2 separate regions of the Gossypium hirsutum genome follow, and region 1 is linked to region 2. Evidence: chromatin contacts called from public Hi-C data. All regions are on one chromosome and are shown on one strand. Each heading gives the region's core, a stretch centred on a gene start, on an enhancer-like site or on the middle of the called end of the contact. The rest is flanking DNA. Distances are from core to core; before and after follow the strand shown.

Evidence for each region. A called contact is a pair of places that touch in the nucleus more often than the background predicts.
Region 1: a contact with region 2 is called in a Hi-C map of leaf, with 2.1 times the contacts expected there. The contact joins the promoter of LOC107932224 here to the promoter of LOC107932189 in region 2. A contact is called at or near these places in 6 of 34 Hi-C or Micro-C datasets (leaf and seedling).

The regions. Positions count from the first base shown.
Region 1 is chrD07:1,128,269-1,134,236 of Gossypium_hirsutum_v2.1, reverse strand. It overlaps LOC107932224 (transcription factor RAX3), which reads right to left and starts at 3,746. Exons shown (of 3, transcript XM_016864184.2): 1 at 3,534-3,746; 2 at 3,315-3,444; 3 at 1,895-2,711. The coding sequence starts at 3,669. The coding sequence ends at 2,213.
Region 2 is chrD07:999,824-1,005,516 of Gossypium_hirsutum_v2.1, reverse strand. LOC107932189 (NADP-dependent malic enzyme) reads right to left here and starts at 4,236. Exons shown (of 19, transcript XM_016864141.2): 1 at 3,631-4,236; 2 at 3,425-3,545; 3 at 3,270-3,344; 4 at 2,642-2,793; 5 at 2,458-2,563; 6 at 2,297-2,362; 7 at 2,087-2,182; 8 at 1,940-2,011; 9 at 1,778-1,861; 10 at 1,594-1,692; 11 at 1,403-1,450; 12 at 1,255-1,308; 13 at 1,066-1,164; 14 at 903-992; 4 more. The coding sequence starts at 3,782.

The DNA of each region.
Region 1 (5,968 bases), core at 2,497-4,996, 130 kb before region 2:
GGTCATTTATTCATTATTCAAAAAAAAATTGTATAGTGAAGAGTTGGATTAACTTAAACAAATATGTTCATAAACATATAATTGAGTATGTTTACGGACAATGTTCATGAATAATAAATAAATAGCATATATTATATTTTTTAAATTTAAAATAATCAAATGCAAATATTAATCATTATATTATAAATAAATAAAACATACAAATCAAAATAATTTTATTAATACATACTAATGAAACAATAAACGAACATAAACGAATTTGTTTATAAATATAAACGAACTGGACAAGCTATACTTGTATTCGGATAGTTTAATAAGCAAGCTTCAAAATCTTGTTTATATATCCATTAAGTTAACTTAATAAACAAATAAAAATCAAAGTATTTATAAAGGGAGGATGGGTTGATTTACGTTCCAAACATTTACATCCTTCGAAACGTTTTGATCGTTGGGAGCGTTTTGTTGAACTTTGAATTCGCTCAACCAATGCAACTCTGGTGATAGCTGACCAGTCAGAAGCTAATACTCACAAATTTGAATGATTGCTTCTCAACATTTCACCACAATTTCTAGAATTATATATGTATATATAATTATTGATTGTGCTTAAAAACAATTTGGGTAGATTTTTTTTGAAAGAATTTCTTTTTAAACAATTTTATTATAGATTTTGATGTTTTTGTTTTTGTTTTTGTATATCATGCCTAGAATTATCCATAGTTATCTCTCAACTCATAAATAGGAGGATAATGTACTTCAGCGTACTCGAACCCATATCCTCCTGCATTGGCAATAATACCTATGTCAATTAAACTAAATCTGGGTCATAAAATTTACTTTTTTAAAAGGGTAAAAGGCATACATATTTTCTATAATTTTACAATTTTTAGTTTAATTTTTGTGTATTTCGTAGTTTCAATATATTCTCTTATTATTTTTTTCTTAGAAGAAAGTATTGGCATGTTTTTCTTTCAAGAGAGTTGTTTTTAAATAGGTAATTTTATGTGGAGATGTTCTTTTTAAGTTGTTTTATTTAAACATATTTATTTTATTATTTAAGAGTTGATTGAATTGACGTCATCTATCCATGAAATCTCAATTCAATTGTAAAACTATAATTTTCCTTTTTATAAAATAATAAATAATTATCATGAGAGTATTTTTATTATTTTATATTTTATGTAAAATCTAAAAAAATTCACGCATAATATAATTTGAACTTAAAACATCATAGTATTTAATATATTAACTTCACCATTTTAAACATATAAATCATAATATAAATCCTCATTTATTTGTTATATTATTATTTTATAAACATATTTGTATAAACCACGCACATTAATCATTTATGATGATTTTTCCAAGTAAACACGGGCTTATCACCAAACATCTCTTTCATTATGAAGACCGTCGAGTCATGAAGCTTATCTAGGAGATGTTTTTTATTTGCATTCACATCTTTTAGAAAAAGCCGCTAAATTAAGTTTTCTGTTAGGTGAAGGAAGTATGACTGTTTTACCAATAGTTGAGACCCAAGTCGGGAGACGTCTCGACGTATATTCCTACTAATGTGATTTCCATTACAAATGGACAAATACTCGTATCCGCCAATCTATTCAATGCTAGAATCAAACATGCTATTAATGTGTGGATTTCTGTCTTTGGAATACGATCCACGGCTCAAATTAAAGCTATGAAACAAATAACATATTCTAATATATATATAAACTTTAAAAAAGAAAAGTAGCCTTAAAAATACATAATATTTTTATATAATGCTTATATCGATTCATAACCTCTAAACCCTTAAATCAAATGAAAAAACGCGCTTAAGTACGCTCCAACCCAAGTCCTTCTTATTGTAACAATAATAATGATACCACTACTCAACTTTAAAAAATATATATTTTTATTTTTTATTTACTAATATAGAGAGAGAGAGAGAAAGTACAACCCACGTCACTATTCATTCACATTGATCTGCCGATTTCATAATCCATTCCTACTAGTTTACTTTTAAAATCATCAGTTACATTGAACTCCCATTTTCATACCCTATTAAACATCTAATTATAACAACTATTATTTGTCTCTCCACTTTATCAAACATTTAATAGTTTCCCCTCTTTTAAAAAAACATATTTTGCTTCCTTTGACAATGTTTATATATATATATCATGGACTACATTAGGGTACAACAGTCTGTTTGTTAGTCAAAGATGTTGTAATGTATAGCAGAAAGGATCCCAAACCATGGATCATCACCAACTCCATTGATATTTTCCTCTTGAAAGCTTGAACCACTCAAAACATGTTGTGGGTCAACCTCAAAATCAACAAAATGATCCACCATCATCCCTTGACCTTCATTACTAACTCCATTGCTACACCAAGCGGCTCCATAATTGTTCTCAAAGGGAAGATATGGCATTGAAAACTGATCAGTTTGGTCCAAAACCAGTGCTGGATACTCATAGTACTTTTTCTGGTATGTTTTCATGTCTGTCATGTAAGAAGACGATGTAGTACGGCTGCTTCCATCGGAACCTACAGCTTTACAAAATGGTGCTGCTGAGATGGTTGTTGTTATTTCATTGTTGCCGCCTTTGATCTTTGCGGCCAATAGTTTTTTCTTCAACTTGGTGTTCCAATGGTTCTTTATATCATTGTCTGTTCTTCCAGGCAGTTGAGCAGCTATAACAGACCACCTAAACCAACCAACAATACATAAAATTATGGTTAAATTCTGCTATTAGACCCTATACTTTATAAATTTTGTCGATTTAGTCCTCATCAAACTATAAATATTAAATTCATTAAATTAAGCTAGGTTCTGTTATTTCCAAAATCTAATGCAGCAAAGATATTATCATATGTAATGCCATGCCAGCTTCTTTTTTTTCAATATATCACTCACTAAAAAACCAATTAATGGATTAACAAATGCCATTTTGTGTCAAGACTAAAATTTCATATTGTGAAAAGTATAAAGATTTAAAATGATCCAATTAGAAAATATGAACTAAATCTACAACTCTACACATAGTACATGACTAGTAATTGAATTTAACTTTTATTGTTTTGGTCAGGACTAAAATTGACCAATCCAAAAGGTAAAAGGACTATAATTGATCAAATTAAGGTATAGAAACTAAATTCATAACTTTTGCAAAGTATAGTGACTCGTAGCAATTTTTAACCTAAACTTATTCACCATAATCTTCATATTTGAACTTGATCACTACCTCTCAATAATATCATCTCCAAAATTCGAGCAAACTAAACAATTTAGGGATTTTGAATTAACATACCTGCTTCCTAGGGTACTATAAAGGGAGCAAATGATGTTATCTTCTTCCTCGGAAAACCCTCCATGCTTGATGTCTGGTCTTAGATAATTAAGCCAACGTAGACGACAACTCTTCCCACATCGCTTAAGGCCTGTAACATCATCGTCATCATCATTATGTATGCAAGCATGCATGCATGTATGTATGTGTGTATGTATGCATGTATGTATGGTAAGAAACCTGCTTTACGAGGAAGAGTAATCCAATTGCCCCCAGTGCCATGTTTGTGAATGTAGTTTACGAGGGTGTTATCTTCATCGGGGGACCATGGTCCTTTTCTAACGTTGGATTTATCACAACAAGGAGCTCTTACCATTGATAAACAAGAAACTCAAAGCAAAAGCAAAATGATAAAATTATGAGAGGGGGGGTGTTAAACGAAATGTCTTTGCTAGCTGTGGGTTTTTAAGACATGGACTCTGGATATAAAAAACCATTGTGAAAGTTGACTTTTTTCGACAATTAAACAAAAGAAAAGGGACCAATTGCATAATTTTCTTCAATTTTGGGGGCCCGGTCTTTCCTAGAAATTATTTACTTGTTTAGGGTGACAAGTGAAAGTCAACCACCTAGTTAAATGTATAATTGAGCCGAGCTGAGCCAAGTCTTAATACTCCCGAGTTTGAGCTTGATACTTGACTTGAGCTTAGTTAAATAGTTATTTTTAAGCTAGAATTTGGCTCAAGATATAATCGAGCTTCTTGAATTTGGCTTGATAATTACGTTTAGGGTTAATTATGTATATTAAGGGTAATAATATAATTTAATAATATAGAAATATAAAAAGTTCAATAAGACTTGAAAGCCGTTCAATTCAAGTATTATTAAGCTCAAATTGGGCTCAATCGATAGCTTAAGCTCAGCTTGATAATTACCCAATGCTAAACATTTCGTTGGTACGTGGCAAGGCGTTCCCCCAAGCGCCGTGAACTTGTTGGCTCTAGTCGAAATCGGGAGACAAAACCCAAAACTATAACTGAGCATAAACACCTTGGGCAAAATACTTCCATTATTGAGGGGCTCCTCGACTTCCCTAACAACACTCCAAAAAGATATCTCTCAGAGTAACAGTGACATTCCCTAAACAAGGCTATTCGGGTTTTACCTATAAAATTTTTTAAATTCAAGTTATTTCATACACGAGTTATTTTATGTTTAATCATTTTTATTCGAATCCTAAATTTTTTAAGATAAAATTAGATTTTCAATTTAAATTAATGAAGTGAAAATTTGGAATTGGGTCAAAATTGGCAAATTATTTTCTTACATAAGCACAGTGAAGATGACTGAAACAAATGTGAAGTACTTTTAGCTTTGATTAAGTTTTCACGCGGTTTCTACTTCTCCCTTTCATATTTGACCATTTTTTACATATCATTTTTGCCCAAACAGTTTACCATTTCTGTTTATAGAAAAACAAAAACAAAATTAAGCCAATGGACCGTAATATTAGGTTAAAATATGTAATTAACTCTATGTATTTTTTGAAATTTAGTCTTTATATTTTATTTTTAGAAAATTACTTTTTTATTTTTTAAAATTTAAATTTTATTGTTAATGTTGTTATTTTTTTGGTTAAATTTATTGATGACATTTTTGAAATTTAAAAAAAAATCATTTGATAGTTATGTAATTAAAAAATGACGTTGTAATTAACTTGAATTTTTAAAAAATAATAATAGTGTTAATAATTAAACCTGAATTTTGAAATTTGAAATATAGAGGGACTAAATCGCTAAAAGAATTAGAGAATAATTTTTAAAATTTAAAAAGTATAAAAATTTATGGCATATTTTAATTTTCTGTCGAGTTTATCATGCACAATTGTTATATGTTGGTTTCCAACCCACCATATGAGATTATTTCGATTTTTAATTAGTTTGTGGTTTGTATTAATTTAATTCTACTTTGAGAAAGAATGATGACTAAATGGTTATTATAAGAGACAATTGCAAATAGAGCTGTTAACGGGTTGGGTCAGGCTTAAGCGTGATGTCGACACACTTTATGCTAGTCTAAGCTAAACCCAGCTTGAAACATAGGCCTAAAATGTATTCCAAGCCCGTCACATTTGTAAATGTTTGATACAAGTGCATCTTAGGTCTACCTATATTTTTTAATTTTTTAAAATTGTTTTAATTTAATAATTTTATATGTGTTATGAAATAAATAATAAAAAGAACAAAAGAAATGGAAGAAGTGTCAAATTATGCTTTACACCTGTTATAATGATAATGTTTCATTAATATGCTAAGTTTATTAATTAATATAATCAAAATTGAAAAAGAAAAAAAAAACAGCAAAATATAAATTTAATACTAGAACCACATTATTGTTGGGCCCAAATCAATGGTCCATGGTCTTCACTCATGGATACCTTGAATAAACTAATGCCAAAAAGTGGTCCAATAGAAAATACAAGTGTTATTTCAAGTGGCCCCTTCTTAACTGGGCTGCCAATAAATAATGGGATTGGGATATTTTAGGATTTTGATATATATATATTTTTTAATGATAATTTTAAAGAATTTTAATATCTATTTTTAACAAACTGACACGTGTCTCTCTCTTTTTAAATATCTATTTTTTAATATTTTACTATACCCGAATAGGAT
Region 2 (5,693 bases), core at 2,987-5,486:
TTACAAACAGTTTCAGTCTTAAACGAACTGAAAACACCTATATATACAGGTCTGTAATTCGACTAGTAAGTGTCAACTGACCGAGTTCATAAGCTTTGGCAGCAACGTTAGCAGCTATATTAGCTGAAATTTTCCTAATGTTAGAGAACGGTGGATAAATAAGGCCCTTATTGTAGTTTTCGTCAGATACTTGTTTAGCCAAGGCTTCCGCTGTTAATACGAAGACAGGCAAGAACAGCATACAGTTAATCTAAATCCCAGTGAATTTCGGTATGTATATGTTGTTGTGTTGTTCGTAAGCTAATTATTGTTTACTTACAGGCAGCCAAAAGCATGTCGTCATGCACACGAATTGCTCCGGAGATGACCAAACCCAGACCAAATCCGGGGAAAATGTAAGCATTGTTGGCCTGAAATGACAGAAGAAAACATGGTGATCAGTTCCCGGTATTCATGAGATATTGCATATGGGGAGAATTTGCTATACTATACTAAACAATCAAATAATAGCCGGACCTGTCCAGGAACAAAAACTTTGCCATTGTATTCGAAAGGATCAAATGGACTTCCACTAGCAAAAATTGCACGGCCCTGTAAGATGCGGACAACGTTAATAAGAATGAGATTTTGAAGCAAATACACCACGCGAACTTTCTGGCAGCTTTTACACCTTAGTTCTGAGGTTTACAGAGTACGAACTAAGAAATGAAGAATGTTACCTGACTCCAAGTATAAGCTTCTTCAGCAGTGCACTCAGATTGTGAGGTCGGGTTGGAGAGAGCCATAATAAGAGGTTTCTGCATTGTTATCAATATACAAAAATGTAAATATTTTCCGGTTCCGGTTGGCAGAAAGTTATATTATACCAGAAAGCATATAGATACGAGAACTTTGTAAAGTACCTCATTGAAGGAGGTTACAGTCTCGATAATTTCCTTCGTAAAAGTTCTTCCGACTCCAGATGACCCAATCAAAACAGTTGGCTTGATAGCCTGAAGAAGTATGAGAAAAGTAAGCACCGGAAATTAGTTTAAAAAACACGAAAGTAAGTAATATTTTTCTTACCTTGACAGCACCTAATAGATCCTTAACAGGTTCATGGTCATGAGCCCATGGTTTCTTGAAGTGTTGAAGTGATTCTTTGCGAGAGTTAACAATCAGTCCCTGAAGTTTTTCTCATGCCAATTTAGGTGAAAATGGATGTTCATACGATATATTTATTTCTACAACAATCGAGGCCAAGCTTATAGATTCCTTTGAGTCCACAAGCCAGATTTTCTTACGGGTCTCTTCCACAGGAATTTTTGTCTGAAAGTTAACAAAAAAATAATCACTCCGAGCACTGCAATGGAATTTACGATCACTAAAAAGATCTGTAAAACTCTTATTAGTATGCTTTTACCTGCTTTGACATCTCGAGAGCTATAAGCTCTGCTATACCAGTCCCAGCCTGCAACAGTACGACAAAAGCAACCATCAGTGACTCGATCGAGAGGTATTTCCAATTGGTCCATTAAAAGTAAATTATTTCAGCATATTGCTCCCTTCCCTTCCCAGGAAAAAAAAATGACGAGGCAGAGATTGGTGTCTTACTTCCCCGGCACCAAGGAACAAGAATTTGTGGTCAGCTAGAGTACCACCAATCAACTTCAATGCAGCGACAACCCCAGCAAGAACAACGGATGCCGTCCCCTGCACCAAAAGTGATCATAAATTAAAGAAAAACCCGAACAATCGTAATGAGGGAGCTCCCTACAATGTTGCTAGAATCACCAACCTGTATATCATCATTGAAGACAAGGTGGGTTGTGCCGTATTTCGCAAGCAATGTAAAAGCATTATGATTTGCAAAATCTTCAAACTGCATAACATTTCAAGAACATGGTTAGGAAAATGCAAGAAGAAAATACATTCTAAAAGACAAAAGGAAGTGTCCTACCTGTATAAGAACTTTTTCCCCATAGTTCTGCTTGACAGCACTCATGAACTCGTGTAGCAAGTCAGCGTATTCCTAAAATGTAACCAAAACAACCTCAGAATAACATAAGTTATGTTCATGATAATTAAGATATTAAAATCTGCAAACCTGTGCGGTTGCCCTCCTTTGTCTAAGTCCAATGTAGAACTCATCTTTCAACAACTGCTCATTATTTGTGCCCACATCGATGGTCACTGGTAAACACTATAAGGCGGAATCAATCATTATGATAGCATCATTACAAGTGCCGTTTATATCCAAAGTTCACTTCTCCTTTAACTATGTAAAATTTCATCCTAAGAACATAACAATGCTTACCGCTGAAGGACGAACCCCTCCGAGTGCTGTGTACAAAGACAATTTCCCAACAGGAATTCCCATCCCCTGAATTTCCAACACACTCATATCCAAACTAGTTACTCATTTACAATACAGAATACAAAAACCGCATTAAAACGTTTCTAATTTAATCAATTTACCTGACAGCCAAGATCCCCAAGTCCCAAAATACGCTCACCATCAGTTACAACAATAACTTGAATATTCCTTTCAGGCCAATTCTTCAAAACATCAAGAACTTTTCCCCTGCACGTTATTGTCGAATTAAATTGAGCCAATCCACTAGGATATTCAAATTATACAAAAGCAGAGAAACATTCATACTTCTCTTTCAAACTTATATAAAGACCCTGCGGTCGCCTAAAGATGCTTCCATACTTCTGGCAAGCTTCACCTACAGTTGGGGTATAAACAATTGGGAGCAACTCCTCAACATTATCAATCAAAAGCTTGTAAAACAGTCTTTCATTCCTTTCCTGTTAAAGGTGAAAAACCAATGAGCAAAAATGAAAAAAAAAAAAACCTGTAGAGGGGAGGTCAGACTCTCTCTTTGGAGAAGTCTTAGAAGTGTCATCCATCAAGAGCCGACAGACCCCTCAACAGTGTAAGTATTGTGCCTGGGGTGTCTATGCTCGGTTTTATCCCTTGTTTAGTCTCCCTACTCAGCGAAGAGTCTCAACAGGTTCACAGTGTGAAAGCACCTCGTCGACCAAAGAAATGTGAGCATGGAGGCCAAATGCTCACATTTCTTTGGTGGGCGAGACGCTCCTTCCCGTGAATCTGTGGAGTATGAAGACAAAACCCGGGATAAAACCAAATTACACACACCGGGCACAATTCCTCCAATGTTGAGGGGTCCATCGACTCTCGATGGACTCCAAAGAGAGAGTCCGACCTCCCATGACCCTCAACAAACCCTTTTTCCCAACAATTCCAAAGCTTAAAGTGAGACCTGAAGTTCCATCATGGCCATATATTTTTGCAGTAGAACTTCATATTTCCGGAGGTTATCCATCAATTTTTTCTCCTAGGAATTAAAACAAACAAAAAACATGCATTAATACCACTCCTCAAAATCTGATCATAAAAAGGGGTTTCAATATAAACCTGAAGCTGTTGAGTGACAACAGCAGGCGGCAGTAACCCAAGCAAGTAATGAGAATCCCTTTCTTTCTCGGTGAATGCAAGCCCTTTGTTATGATGGGGATCCCTCAACAATGAATATCCACTGTAACCATGGAAGAAATAGTTTAAAAAACCTTTTAAAAAAAACCCATAACCAAAAACAAAAGCTTTTACATAAAAAAGGTGACCTTGCAACAGAGTGAGTCCAAGGGGTGACAAGTTGTTCTTCGGTGGCACAATCCTCACCGTAAACATCCTCAACACCGCCACCGACGGTGGCTTTGGGGGACAAGTCAAGTACTGATTCACCACCTCTCATCTCCTTCAAGGTGCTCTCCATTTCTCTCTGCTTCAGCTGATACTATGATTACTGGGTTTTCTTTAATTTAGTTCAAGTGGATATTATACAAATAAATAATCAATCCCCAGAACATCAAAAAGAAAAACAAAGAACACTTTGATCAGCTGCTTTCAGTGTAGTTAAAAAGTCAAATTGATGACTTAATTAGACTAATAAATATGAATAAATCAAAAAATTAATAATTGGATGAACAAAATAAAATTAAAATCATAGTTGAGTGATTAGATATATATTAAACAAAATTAGCATAAAAAATTAACAAAATTACATGTTTCGGAAATTGAAAAAATGAATAAGAATAATATAATAATAATAATAATAAATTAAATTTATGAAAAATTACGTGAGGTGTTTTTATTTATTTATTATTTTGATAATTAAAAGTAAAAAATAAAATTAATTGAGATCCATTCCAAATTCTCGTGCCACAATTTCATACTTTTATCATTGTGCCGACTGCCTTTTATAAACTTTCACTGTCATGCACTAGTGGAACAGACCTCAAAAGTCTTTCTAATAATAAAAAGGAAGTTATTTTGTTTAATCAAATCATTAGGGTTTGAGTTTTTTTCTCAAGTTAGGACTAAAAATAATTGTTTTGATTTAAATTTTAAGATTTTTAAGGATTAATTTAGAAAAAAAAACTTTAGAACTTAAATTAGATAAAACAAAATTCAGACTTCAACGTGAGAAAAATTATCAAATTTAAGTTCAAAATGTGATTTAACCCTTTTTCTTTGATCTTTTATATTGATATTACATATATTTTTAAATTTTGTGGTTACCTCTTATAATAATGTTATTTTTAATATTGGAACATGCAATTTTTTTATTGAAATTACAATCTTTATTAGTTTTTAAAAATCGGTGCTTTAAAATTTAATACAACAATGCTTTTAAAAAAAATTAAAAGAACAAACCAGATTTATTGATTTATTTGTTTTAAGAAAAATTATACGAATAACAATAAATTGTTACAAAATAAAGAGAGATTGAGAGAATAAAGAACAAAGAAAATATGAAAGTAATAGAGAATGTACTTTATTAATCAAAGGGATGATTATAGTATTTCATCAGAGTCTCTATTTATAGGCATGAGAAGTATAAAAGAAGTAGAGATCGAATTTTAATAACTATTAGAATTTAAAGTATATTAAAACTTTATCTTGATCATGATGGACTTCCACTTAATAAGATATTCATAACATAGATTTTTTTTTAACTTTATATTTTTAAAAGAAATGGGTATTAAGAAAAAATAATAATATTTAGTCCCTAAATTTGGTGTTTTTCAACTCCATCCTTGGATGGGTATTAAGGAAAAAAAATTCAAGTGATCATATGACATAATATCACAGTATCATATCATGATACTTTAAAGAACTTAAGTTCAAGGATCAATTTTCAAGATTAATGTAAATAAAAAATATTTAAAAACCAAAGTGAAAGAAACTACTAAGTTTAGGGGTTAAATGTATATTTCTAAAAAAAGTCGTCTGAGCTGCGAACTCTATTAATACTTTTAACAAATAACCTTTGTGTTGTCCTATTTTGGAAGGTTTCGATTATTAAAAATTATATAAAATATATGAAAACAATGGGGAGGGGTGGCTAGGTGGCAGATTTAGGCCAAACGTGGTGACCAAGTGGTGGTGGTGGGTGGCGGAGTTTTGTCATTTGTCAATAAAAGAAAGGCTTAGCTTTCTTATGTTTCTCTATCATTAACAGCACTTTGGTCATTGAGGTCCCATGAATGTTAATGGCATCATTCATTAGAATATACTCCTTTATTCAATAATAATACAATTTCGACATTTTTCAGTATCTCATTGATATATTAAGTTTTAAATAAATTCAGAGTTGAGATATTTTTCAGTATCTCATAGATAT